Linked DNA regions of Oryctolagus cuniculus: region 1 is linked to region 2. A link is a contact called in public Hi-C data. All regions are on one chromosome and are shown on one strand. Each heading gives the region's core, a stretch centred on a gene start, on an enhancer-like site or on the middle of the called end of the contact. The rest is flanking DNA. Distances are from core to core; before and after follow the strand shown.

The links. A called contact is a pair of places that touch in the nucleus more often than the background predicts.
Region 1: a Hi-C map of an unstated tissue shows a contact between it and region 2, with 5 times the contacts expected there. The contact joins the promoter of CXCR4 here to the enhancer-like site in region 2. A contact is called at or near these places in 2 of 6 Hi-C or Micro-C datasets (psoas muscle and an unstated tissue).

Annotation. Positions count from the first base shown.
Region 1 is chr3:107,208,227-107,214,899 of mOryCun1.1, reverse strand. CXCR4 (C-X-C motif chemokine receptor 4) reads right to left here and starts at 2,440. Exons shown (of 2, transcript XM_002712124.5): 1 at 2,279-2,440; 2 at 1-195. The coding sequence starts at 2,293.
Region 2 is chr3:106,950,777-106,956,958 of mOryCun1.1, reverse strand. No RefSeq gene overlaps it. Among named protein-coding and RNA genes, the nearest start is that of CXCR4, 260 kb to the left of the region's middle. Within about 2 kb of position 3,123, at least 3 of the 8 cell types and tissues checked have an H3K27ac peak or open chromatin away from gene starts, as enhancers often do.

The sequences.
Region 1 (6,673 bases), core at 1,191-3,690, 260 kb before region 2:
TCTCTGCTTCTTCTGGTAACCCATGACCAAGATGACCAGCCCATTGCCCACTATGCCAGTCAAGAAGATGATGGAGTAGATGGTGGGCAGGAAGATGCGGTTGAAATGGGCGTTTTCCTCCCGGAAGCAGGGCTCCTTTATGGAGTCATAGTCCCCTGAGCCCAATTCCTCCGTGTAGTTGTCTGAAGTGTAAATCTGCAAGAGAGGCAAAGGAAGGCACGTTCATTTCCATGTTCAGCAATTGTTCACCATGCTCGAGCTGTAGAGAACGTTTACGTCTTAAACAAGAATGCATAACACTCACGGCAGGCTAGCTTTCTGCAGGCAATTCTGAAGTCCTGGGGCAAGGGTACAAGAGAATTATCGTAGAATCCTGCAGCCCCTCTTTCCCATCTTTCCCCAGAGTCACTTCATTATATCCCTCTTTACTGGAACCAATTACAAGATTTTTTGTTAAGAACAAAAGGGCACTGAGATTCTGAGGGTTTCAAAGTCACATCTTGGCTAACTCTTCTGCCCCGCCCACTAGAGGGAGGAATACAACCTTAGGAGGAGGAGGAAAAAAAACCTACAAACACAAAGAGGCCACTCCCAGGCGGCATGGGTGTCTGGGTGGTGTAGGGGTGGAATCTAACGTTGGGTGGGGGTAGAAGCTGGGATTAACTTTTTGTAAGATTCGCTAGAACAAGAAAGAGGAGGGAGAGGCCCTGGGGTGTCCCAAAGACTGACACTCCAAAGGCACAAAACGTTTTTCCCACGCCTGTCCAAACCCAACCCAATGCTTCCAGTAACTCACAGTGGGATAAGAGAAGGCGGGCTTAAAGCGAAGGCCCTTTGGAGCTTGGGGTACTGAGGGCTCGCGTCAGACCAGCCAACGGCACCCCCTAACCCAAGAGGGCACTCATCGCGGGCGTGGATCTTTTGCCAGGCTCCTGTTTATCATTTGGCGGGTTCGGGAGGTTAGGGAGCGCGGCATTTTCCTGGGTGGGGAAAGTCACGGGGTCCGCACCCCGTGGTCCTGCCCCAAGTTTCATTTCCTCACTCTCCCGCCTGGCTTCCCAACCCCGCCACGGATCCAGTGTAAATGGGCTCCGAGGTGGGCAGCTGGAAGCCTCCTGGCGGCGGGCACGCCGGGGACCTGGTCGCCCCAGCGCTGGGAGGCCGCGGCTGCCTACCATGCCCACTGCTGGTGGGCATTGGTCCCAGGGGCTCTGCCCGGCTGCGCGCCGGGCTTGTTCCGCAGGGTGCTGGAGAGACTGGGCGGCTCCGCGGCGAGCGCCTTTGAATTGCGCGCCGCGAAAGGAAACGAAAAGCGTCCGTAGAGAGCCGGTTTCAAAAGGCTTCAGGAAACCACCGACGGTTAAACGCCGCAATTGGGCTCGGCGAGAGCCAAACGGTCTCTCCACTTGCACCTGCTTGTCTTCGCCGCGGCGGCCGGGCAGCCCAGGTGCGGACCCAACACCCTCCCGCGCTAAGTCCCAGCCGCGCAACGCTTCGCCTTCGCCGTTAGCGGCTGCACGGTGTCTCCCACACAACCCTCTGGGCTCTGCACGATCCCTAAACCTCGGGGCCCATTCGCAGCCAGGGAAGGGCTACGCGCCTCCGACGCCCGCTACGTCTGCGCCTCGGTCCCAAGGCGCTCAGGCTACAAAACCGGCCGCCTCCCAGCTGCTGCCACCACTCAGACCGCTCAGGCAATTGGCGCGGAAGGGCCGCCTTTCTTTCCCGCCCTCTGCCCACCGAGCCCGGGCACTGGCACAGTTCCGCGGGTGGCCAAGAGTTTAGCAAGCAAGTGCCCAACGGCAAGAACGGTCCACCCGATCCTTTGCCAGAAGTTAACCAAGAAGGCAGTCTCATCTGGGTTATTCAGCCCAGGCGCGATCCCCTCCACCTCCAAATTCTGATAACCTAACTTGCTCCGAGAAAACCTTGCTCTCAAGAAGAGACCGAGGGTCTGAGCGCTGGCGCCGCGCGCGCTACTTCGGTGCACTTGTGCACCGAATGTTGTTATGTTTGCAAACAGCTCGAAAACCGGCGCGCGCCCCAAGACTCAAGGGGTTGAGTGGGACACACGCAGCCACCCAACGCTCCGTTTCCAAGCTTTTCTCTGCTTACAAAGAAGATCCCAAGTCCTACCCCCACCTGGCTATAATCACGAAAACTGCCCGTGCACTGGCACTTCCAACGTTCTGGTCTCTTCTGCCCGCTCAGAAAGTGGCTGCGCTCTAAGTTCAAGCGTGGGCACGTTTAGGACAAAACAGGTTGAAACTGGACTTACACTGATCCCTTCCATGGTGACTGCTCGCTCTCCAGCCGCGGTGGCTACCGGAGCACCCAAGTCCTCGAGGACACTTTGCTACCTGCTGCCGCAGCCAACAACTGAAGTTTCTGACCGAAGCTGGACTTTTATAAAAACACGCTCCCAGAGCAGCGCATGCGCAGAGCGGGTGGGCAGGCGGGCGGGGCCGGGAGGGGAGGGGAAAGGCAGGGTGGGGGAGAAGCGCGGGCCACCAGGAGGAACACACAAGGGCTCGGGGGCAGCGTGCCCCCTTCGGAAGCCGCCGACTGAAGGCTCTTAGGGGGTTGATCGCGTCCTGGTCCCTGCGCCCGGTGGGCCATCGCGGAGGCATTCTCGAATTTGGGGAAAGCACGATGTCCCTGGAGCGAGGCGGGAAGCTTTGGCTGGGACGCGTCCGGGCGTGGCGCATCCATCCTTGCTCACGTGGATGGATTTTCACACCTGGAAATGCTAACTAACACTTGGAGACCCCCGATGCGCAGGGCGGGGAGGAGACTTGAGGGAGTGACCCAACCAGTAGGCGGCAATGTTGGAAGTGGGGCCAAGCACCTGACTCCACTCTCCGCTTTTTGAGCAGTTAAGAATCCGCTCAGAAGGTGAGGCAAGTTCCCTCCGTCGGAGCACAGCTCTCCGTGCACGTTCGCAATAATAACACCGGGGAAGCTAGGGGTTGTCATAATTACGGAGACTGTGATGGGGAAGAAGATGCGTATTCCTGCAGGAATATCCAGTGGTGGCTCCCAGTTGCATGAATGGTGCTTTAAAAATTATGAAAGGGTGCTTTATTAGAAAAGAAATGTGGAGTCTATGGCATTTTGAACTTGTACAGAATCACTCGTTATCCCCATACCGCTCTGTGAGTTTTCATGACAGAGGTCCATTTGGTCAACTGATACCTATCGAGGTCGGCCTGCGAGCCGCGCACTGTTGCAGGCTCTGCAGATCCAGCCGCGGGCCAGACGCCCGCACCCCCAGGAAACAGCAGAAACGGTTTAAACAGCAAAAGTCGGCTTGAACCGTTCCCCTCCTCCCCCGCTCCGGCCCCAGACCCGCAGTTCTGGCGTCTTCTGCGCTGGGGACAAGCGTGGGCACAGATGACAATTTGGGCTGTAGAGCTGGACGGGGCAAGGGATGAGGACTGGACGGTTAAAGCAATCGCAGACGGGATGGGGTTTGCGGTGGGCGCCCAGACAGTGCCTTCCAGCCCCGCGTCACTTGCCGCCGGCGCCGTGCCTGGGTGGGGCGGAGCCGAGAAAGTACGCGACCGCAGGCGGGAGGCCGCAGGAGTGACAACTGAGACCGAGGTGGGAGCGTCGGGCGGCGCGAGCCACGGTTGCGCCGATCCAGACAACAGACTCCCTCCACCCGGGGTGGGTCCCTAGGAGAGGGATTGCCCAGACTGGACCATAAACACTACCTCCTTCCTTATCGAAAGATAAAAGCTTGCAGCCTGGGGTGTTCCAGAGCTAGCGCGCAGGCTGAGAGCAGCGTGGTTTTCCTCTTTCCTATTTGTCGGTAGAGTCAGCACTTGCACCCCAACGGGAAAGCTGAAAGTAGTAAGCTCAGAGACCGCGGCATTAGGACATACACTCCTGTCTAGATGAGACTACTCGTGGAATCGCATTATGTAGAATTTTCCAGAAACTTTGAAGAGTGCTGTTATTTTACCAAATCATTACTACAACCCCAGGATTTTCATATTTGCATACATGGACTCGAATTTCAGCCCGGTTGCCATGATTTGCTGTTCACAAGTCGGTTTTATCCTGAGTATTAGTTGCATTTGGACTTCAAAACTCCTCTCTTCACAATGGCTAAAACCATTGTGAAGAGGGCGGACTCCCTTAAACCTGCTCCACAAGAGACATTTGGAAGAAAATTAGTTGCATAATAAATATTTGTTGATTGTTGGCAGACAAAAGAAAGCTCCTTTGTTTATCTGAAGACTCCTTGTAGATCCTTTTAGGTATATCTGCTGGAAGGAAACCAGTAATTAAAAGAACAATGAAATGCTGTTTGTTGTCTATCAAATTAGCCAAAAACATTTTTTTAAAGATAATATTTGTTTTCCAGATTTGAAAAGACCAGCTGTCTCTCACTTGTCACTGGTGGGAATGGGGGTTGGGACAGTCTCCCTGTTACACATTTTGTATTCAGTAGGGAGCTTGGAACAGCAGTTTACCTTTAAAAACTTGCCCTAAGGAAACAGGGCTTGTGCTACAAAGATACTTGTGGAAGCATTATTTATGATGGTGAAATAGCTGTGTAGCCCTAAATGTCCACTGTTTACTGGAAGAGTTGAAAGTGTTTCTATGCATCCATATGTGGAATTTTGTGTGGACACTGCAAATGGTGCTTGTGGAGAATTTTTATTGATATGGGAAAATACTTAGGAAACATTAAGTGTAAAAAGTAGGATTTAAAATTGTGTGTATCTGAGGTTGAAATATGCAGTAGGACAAGATTGGGAGGAAAGCCACAATTTCTTTAGCAGTTTCCACTGGGTGTGGAATTATATTGGCTTTTTATTTTCTTCCTTGCACTTTTCTATGCTTTCCAAATTCTCTGTAATAGACATGAAGCATTTTCACATTCAGGAAAAATGTCAATGAGTTCCTTTTTTTTTTTTTTTTTAAAGATTTATTTGAAAGGCAGAGTTACAGAGAAAGAGATGGAGTGACAGCGAGAGAGAGAGGTCCTCCCTCTGCTGGTTCACTCCCCAAATGTCAGCAATGGTTGGAGCTGGGCCAAACTGAAGCCAGAAGCCCGGAGGAACCTCCTCTGGGTCTCCCACGCAGATACAGGGGCCTAAGCACTTGGGCTATTCTCCACCGCCTTCCCAGGCACATTAGCAGAGAGTTGGTTTGGAAGTGAAGCAGCTGGGACTTGAACCAGTGCCCATCTGGGATACTGGTGCTGCAGGCAGAGGCTTAACCTAGTATGACAGAGCACCAGCACCAATAAGTTTTATGACAAAAGAAAAAGGAGCTAAAATGTCCTTCTTCTCATATTCTTTCACTTCCTGAAGTATCCACTTAGATATTTCTACTAGATTTGATGACCTTTTCCCTAACAGTCCTCTTTTTTTATGTTTCAAGGAACGAGCTCTGTTTATTTTTCCCTGAGCTAATCCTACCTAATTTCTTACTCTCAACTGCTGTATGATGTACTTTATAAAATGAATAGGGGTGGGCATTTGGTGTAGCCGTTAAGATTCAGCTGCTTGGGACACCACCTCCCGTATTGGGAGTGCCTGAGTTTGAGTACCGGCTCTGTGCTGATTCCAGCTTCCTGCTAATGTGAACCCTGAAATGGTGGGTCCAGGAGTTGGGCCCCTGCCACCGACGTGGAAGACCTTGTTTGAATTCCTGGTTCCTACATTTGGGGAGCATTTGGGAAGTTACTCTCTATCTGTCTCACAAATTAAAAAAAAAAATCTGAAAACAAAGCTGATGTATTGAGTGCTTGCTGACCCTCGATAATCCCCTTAACAACTCTGCAAGGTGTGTGCAGGTTCTGTCACCGCTAATCCAGGGTAAGAAATCGAGGTCTGGTGAGAGTGCAGAAGCGTCTTCGATCACATGGAGCATGTGCACTGGGTCTGTCAGGCTCCAGAGCACAGGCTCACCCCATCACATCACCACGTCTCCCTTTCTCTGGCCTCTGCAGTCCATGCTCGGCAAGTTCTCTCTGAAGGGTCATTTGGCATTTACTTTTGTACTTCTAGAGGGGCATCCCTTGTGACGTTATTCAACTTTTAAATGTTAGAACACACACTCATGACCTCTTCCCCAAACATTTTAGCTCTCTTAAAGTCAGTGTCCAGATGTCCTCTATCCAGCTAGCCCACTTCTGACCAAATTGTGGGCTCCCTAAGCACTCATTGAGCCTTTATTCAAAGAATTAATGGCTTTTCTGTATGGCTGTAGCAACAGAGCTGGGCTTAGGAGTTGTCAAGACATTGGCAGGGTCCCCAAGTTACCAGGTTGGCTTTAACCCAGAGAATAACGAGCCTTGGCCACAATTTGAAGAGGAGGCATACAAATCCAGGCACACAGTGGCAAGCATCCTGCCACCTCCTGCTGCTCACTCTACTGCTGAGTATGTGTGCCTGTGTATGACAGCAAGCTCTACCATGTCCCCAACCAGGCTCCAAGTCAGGGGAGAAAGCTTAGGAACAGAGCTCTTCCTGATGGTGGGGACAGGAGGAGGTGGCAGTAATGAACTTCAGAATGTACATCACTCACCCCTCCCTTGTCCCTTAAAAAAACTGACCACATTTCTTTTTGAAAGGAAGCAAAAAAGTGCAGGCTTCCTTGATGGTAGGAGAGAATACTCAAAGGGACAAAGTTAATGTTTTCCCAAGCGATTAAA
Region 2 (6,182 bases), core at 1,874-4,373:
CTCCGTCCGCTTCTAGTTCCCGGATGAAGAAAGTGACTGATGTCTTAGGAAGGCAGATTTAAAGAGAATGGAATTCATTCTTATTCTGTTTTTAGTGATTTTGGGGTCTGCCCTTTTTTAAGCCCAGATTTGAGACCTTAGGGGAAAAGCCTTTGAAAATAGTATACTGGGGTTGGCATTGTGACATTGAGCATAAAGCCACTCCCTGCAGTGCTGGCATCCGATATGGGCACCAGTTCACATCCCGGTTGCTTCATTTCCAATCCAGCTCCCTGCTAATGCTCTTGGGAAAGCAGCGGAGGATGGCCCAAGTCCTTGGGTCCCTGCCATCACATGACAGACCCAGAAGAAGCTCCTGGCTCCTGGCTTCAGACTGGCCCAGCTCTGGCCTTTGAGGTAGTGATCAAGGGGATAGAAGATCTCTAAGGATCTGCCCCTGACTCCCATCTCTCTGTAATGTGCCTTTCAAATAAATAAATAAATCTTTACAAAATAAGTGTACTGTCGAAGGGCAGAAAGAGGCTGGGGTGGAAACAGGCGAGGCTTACCTGTGAGGCAGAAGTTCTTGAGTGAGGCTTCTATACCTGCAGCATGAGTGTCACCTGGGAACTTGTTAAAATGCACATTCTTGGTCCACAGTGGGACCTGGCAGACCAGAAACTCTGGAAATAGAGCCAGGTGATTTGGATGCATGTTTAAGTCAGAGAGCTGCTGCTATGGGGAATATAAGCCAGGGCTGGGCAAATGGCAAGTGGATGGCATCCAGGACCCAGTGGGTTCCGTACAACCCTCATTCTTCTTTGGTTGCCACTTCCTGTGTTATTTACTCGATAAACACAAAGACTTAGTGGGTGAGTGCTGTGAGTGAGCCGCTGTGTCAAGGGCTAGAGATACAGGCGTTGTTCTGAACAAGGGCTGGAGAATTTGCCTTTCTAACAATTTCCCAAGTGATGCTGATTGCAGGTTGGGAGAATCCATGCTTTGGGCACCCTTGAGAGTAGCAGGCTCAGGAACCCATGTGATTTTCATAGAGTGAGTGCAGTGAAGACTTTTAGAGGGAACTATGTGGCTCTGGGACCTCCTTCTCACCCTTTCTGCCTCTTCTAGCACACAGGAGCCAGGTTTATCTGAACTCTAGTCTATTATAAAGAGATTAAAACAACATACTATGATTTCACCCCTCTCCCCAAAGGTGAGACAATTCTAAAGCCGGAGCAGACCTGCAATTATTAAGAGGCCTTGGAGAAAACCACCAGTGTTTTCAGAAAGTTTGGCCATACGGTAAGACTTGGGTTGTGTTCTGCGTTGCCCCAGCCTTACTGATGCTAGTTCATCTACCGCTTGTTTCATTGGCCATTTATAGCTTAGGTTGGTACAGTGGGTCTAAACAATTATAATGAAAAGGACAAATAAGTAGAACAGCAAATCACACTGGATTTGTGGCCACAATTCCGCAGTCAATACTCTTGGAGCTAGAAGGAGAACTCTAATTACACATTAGAACAGAAATGTTTGCTTGCGCCTCACACAAAATCCCTACTCTCTGTGGGCTATCAGCGGTTCCCCTAATCAGTTTGTGGCCAGGATTGGGTGGGCAGGTAAGAGCTGGATTTTTCCTTTGTGAACTCTTCCATGCATGAAGCATCCCGGGGGTAGTGGCAAATCTCAAAGTTTTGGGGCCAAAGTTGACCCCCAAATCCTTTGTACCTTGTGGAAAGTTATGTGATATCTCCAGATCGCCTTTTCTGTAAACTTGGGAGAATGCCACCTAGTCCGGGGCAACGTTTTTAAGGATCACATGTGAAAAGGTAGGTAAGTCACACACAATGTGTGTGATGCATAACTGTTCCCAAGCCTCCAGTTTCAGAGGGCTGGAGCTGGGAGAGGGCGAGAGGTGAACTCCTCAGCTACAGACTGTGTGCGTGTTTGCGCCATGCCTAAGGTTGTTGTATGTTGAAATGTGAGCATTGAGCGCCCAGTGGAGGGAATCCCTGGGCTTTGACAGCTCTGTTCCTCCCCAGGACATCAGACATGCCGGTCTGAAGCAGTGTCAGGAGATCACATTGGGGAATTAAACACAAGCTGGTATGGCACAGCAGACAGAACGGGTCCCTGCGGATTTGAAATAAGATGTACTTGGAGTTTAAAGGGATGTCCAAGTCCCAGTTGCTGTTCGTCAGGTGCATCCCTCTGGAATATTAACTGAGTTCAAGTTCAGTGGCAAAATGATTGGGAGGAGGAGAGTTGAAATTCAAGGGAAGGCCAGGTTGGGGGACTCTGTGGTGGGACGAGAGGGTCCAGGCTCTGATGCGGGCAGGAGGGCAAGAAGGGGCGCCCATGGAAGTAGGATGGTGAGGGTGGGATGCTGGAGACTGTCTTCACATTCTTTCTGAAGACATCTCCTTCTGGGTGAAATGCCTTTGGTGAACTATAGGCCAGTTCATCTGCCATGTGGTTGAACTGCTTAAAGAGTGTACAATTCATTGACCACCCAGAAGAGAAAATGATGACCCCAGTCACCATGTGATGAGTAGGTAGCAGAAGAGTTTAGGCTAAGGGGTCAGATTTGATCTTGAATTAGAATCCAGACTTCAAGTTGAGTGCCTTTGAGCTGGTTATGTAACTGTTCTGTGACTCCAGTCTCTCTGTGAATTGGGATCCATAACACACCTGTCTCCTAGGGCTGGTGTGAGGATTAACAGGGATAATTTAGGGAAGCATTTAGCAGAATGCCAGACTTGGGGCAAACTAGTGTCAGGATCTAGAGCTCTGCTTGCTGGATTGCCTTTCACTGCCCTTTAGTGGATCACCCACTCTTTCTGACAGTTGCTTCAGCTCTTCAAACACAGAAATAGCTGCAGTAGACCACGGGTTGGGGAAGGGGAAGGGGTCTGAGTGTGTGCAGAGAGGATCATTCATCAGAGACTGACTGGATGCTCAGGTTTGTGTTCACATTTGTGTGCCGGGGGAGGCCTGGGTGGGAGGGAGTCAAACTCACCCGAGAAGTTTGTTTGGAAAGAAATGCGCCTTCCGTTTTGACTGAGAGGAAATGGGGAGGGGATGTGGTGTAGCAGGGCCGGCTGATGAAACTTCATGGTCTTATTTCTCAATCGGAAATAGGACATTCTCGCCCTCGGTGCCTCCAGCGGCTGAGGTCCAGATTGTCAGCCGTGGCTGGGTTTGCACCTGTCACTTCTGTCCCCACTTGACTTCGGTTAAGCTGCAGTAGCAGCCACAGCAACTGGGGGCTGGAAGGTAGCCCTGCCGTTATGTGGGACCTCTTGGCAAGTTTTCCTGGTTCTCCATTTCTTAGTTCTCCAGACATACGCTAACTGCTTACTGTGTGCACCACGCGTGGGTAATTTCTTGGTGAAAAGAACAGGTACCTGTCTCATTCTCAGAGAGCTTTCACTGTGACAGGGGATAAAGCAATTGACACATGGTAGCCTACAGACATCTAGAATCAAGACTTGTTGTGAAGCCAAAGTTGAGAGTGCTACCAAGCCACATGAGAGGGCAGACCTAGTTTAGATAGGGGGCTCTACAGGGAGGAGAAATATAGTGCAGCCGCATGCAGATGGGAGAGGAAATGACATTGAATTGAACTTTTTTTTTTCAAACACAAGCCCTCCTTTCACAAGAACATGGGCCATGGGAAAAGCGGTTGCCCCGCTTCCTGATATTATTGTCCTCTGAATACACACACTCGTGCACACCCTCTTGACGGACACACATCCCCGTCAGTTATTCCTGACTTAGACGTTTCAACCTCAGGCTCAGTCTGGGCTCGCATCTCCCACGCTGCCTCCTTAACTGACTCTTGGACTCCGCAGGTTCTCTTTCCCTTCAGACCTTTTCCCTCAGGGTGTGTCTGGACGGCTCTTTCAGCCTTGATCCCATTTTCCCGTGTTGCTTTGTCCCTCCCATGTGGCAGGTGTGTGTTCAGCATGTCTATGCCCGTGTGTATGGTGCCTTTCCCCAGCGAGAATGCTGACAAGACCATCCCACATTATAGCTGAGTCATAATCTCATTCTCCACCCCACCCTGTTCATCCTGAATGAGTGAAAACTAAAACTCAGAGAAGATAAAGGCTCCCACCAGTCACTGGGTGAAAAGCTAAAACTCTAGATCATGTACTGCTCTTTGATCTTCCTGTCTTTCCTTTTGGTTTGACAGGAAGTTTGTTCTAGAGTCAACACACACTCTTTCTTTGCTCGTCCCTCCTGTTGGACCGTGTATGTACTATCCTGTGTCCTTCCATTATTCACTTCAAGAAGAGGGTGCAGTATGTTGTATTATTGAGAACCTCTCTGTGACTTGATTACCTTATCTGTCAAAAGGGTATAGCAATTCAAATAAGTAAACATTTATTAAGCACTTACTGCATGTCTAGACCTCAGCAAAGCTTTGAAGATATAAAGCTATAATACTAGATATGGTCCCTGACTTAGGGAAGCATATGGTGGAAGTTTTTGGCAAAGGAATCATTATAACATAGCAAGTATCTGTATTGAAGGGGTGTACAATACATGGAAGCTCAGTACAGACCAACTCTTTTTTGCCTGGAGCAATTGGAAAAGTTCAGTAATACCTTCTCTACCTACCCCACCTTTGTAGGTGAGGTAGGTGAATAAATGGGGCACTGAAATAGGTAAATAAGGCAGTGAAAGTATAGAGAACTGTTCATGGAGCATGCCACCCAAACTGATGATATTGTGATATTGGAGACTTTGGTGAAAACTCAAAGAAAATGATGGCTGGGACAAGAAGGAGATCAGTCATCTGTTATGATGGGCCAGTCAAATTTTACACCAGAAACTTCAGGCCCATGGCTATCATCTGTCTGACTATAATCACCCTCATTGTAAACTGATCATAGAAATGATCAAACCTACTCATTTCATTAACACAGTTGGAAGTACTCTGCGAGCTAGAGTTAGTCATCGTCATCCTCCCACTGGAAGAAGATGGAAGAATTGGATTAGAAGAGCATTTGGGATGTGGGAGGCAAGTGGACCTTTGGAATTGGAAACCCATAGCCTGCCTGTCTTGGCAGAACTCTGGGTGCTGATGAGCTGGTGAGAGACGCTCTCTCCACTTGTTCCTTGTGATCGGTAATCATGGAGATCTGAAAAGTGTGTTGTTTGGAAATAAGCAGTTTGCAAACATGAGCAGCTGTCATAAATGAAAGTACAATGTTCAGATAATTATTCCTCAGGATTCACAATAGCTTGGGTCAAAGAACATTGCCCAAAGCACAAAAACTATGCATGGTGGAAGTCTGACATCATCCCAGGAGGCATTCCTTAAAAACAAAGCAAAACAAAACAAACCATCCACTTGTGTACTGCACTTGACATTTGGGTCCTGCCTCAAACTGGAGGGCTGTGGTCACCCACGCTCTAAGAAGGAAAAATGACCACAGGGCACCCTCTGGTGGTGAGGCAGACCCACTACAGCTTATGATCCAAGTTCCTGTCCCTGAGGGAAACTTATGAATCTGAGAAACACCTTCAGGAACTGGTTTTAGTGTCCCAGTTTGGAGAGACGTCTTCTGTCTGGTGAGAGAAAGCTCTGAGGATCTTCTTGCTGGGCTGTGTGGCAGTAAAGCAGGGACCGTGCAGTCTTCCACAAATGACACGTTATTGTAGTGAACATGATGCAAGAGGCCCTATATAAGTCACTGTGACAAATGGCTAACTAAACCAGAACCAGGACCCTCTGCCTTGCACAACTCTCTCTCCTTTTGCTCTTTGCTTCCTCCATGTTGCTGGCATCAGCCAGCAAGGGATACTCTGTCTTTGAAGTTGAATCTGTGCTATATTGCTGCAGAATAGCAAGATAATTTTGGCACCCCCCCCTCCCAAATCATTGCAGGGGTCCCCTCTTTGTGGCTCTGGGAGCCTTCAGGAAGTACAGATGCAAAGAGGAAGGCTGGATAGAAACAATTCCAATGACCTGTTTTCCTCTCACCCCGGGAGGGAGGCCCCTGCACTGATCAATACACAGATGTCTCATCAGCTGTTGGTGGAAGTCCCCAGGGTGACAGAGAGCTGTGATCTCTGAGTCCGTGACTAGAGCTGACCTCAGCTTAATTTCTTGGTGGTGCTGTGTGTTATCTTGGCTGCAGTAAAAATGAAAGGAAGTACATACAAACAATGGCACCCTGATGCTGCCTGGC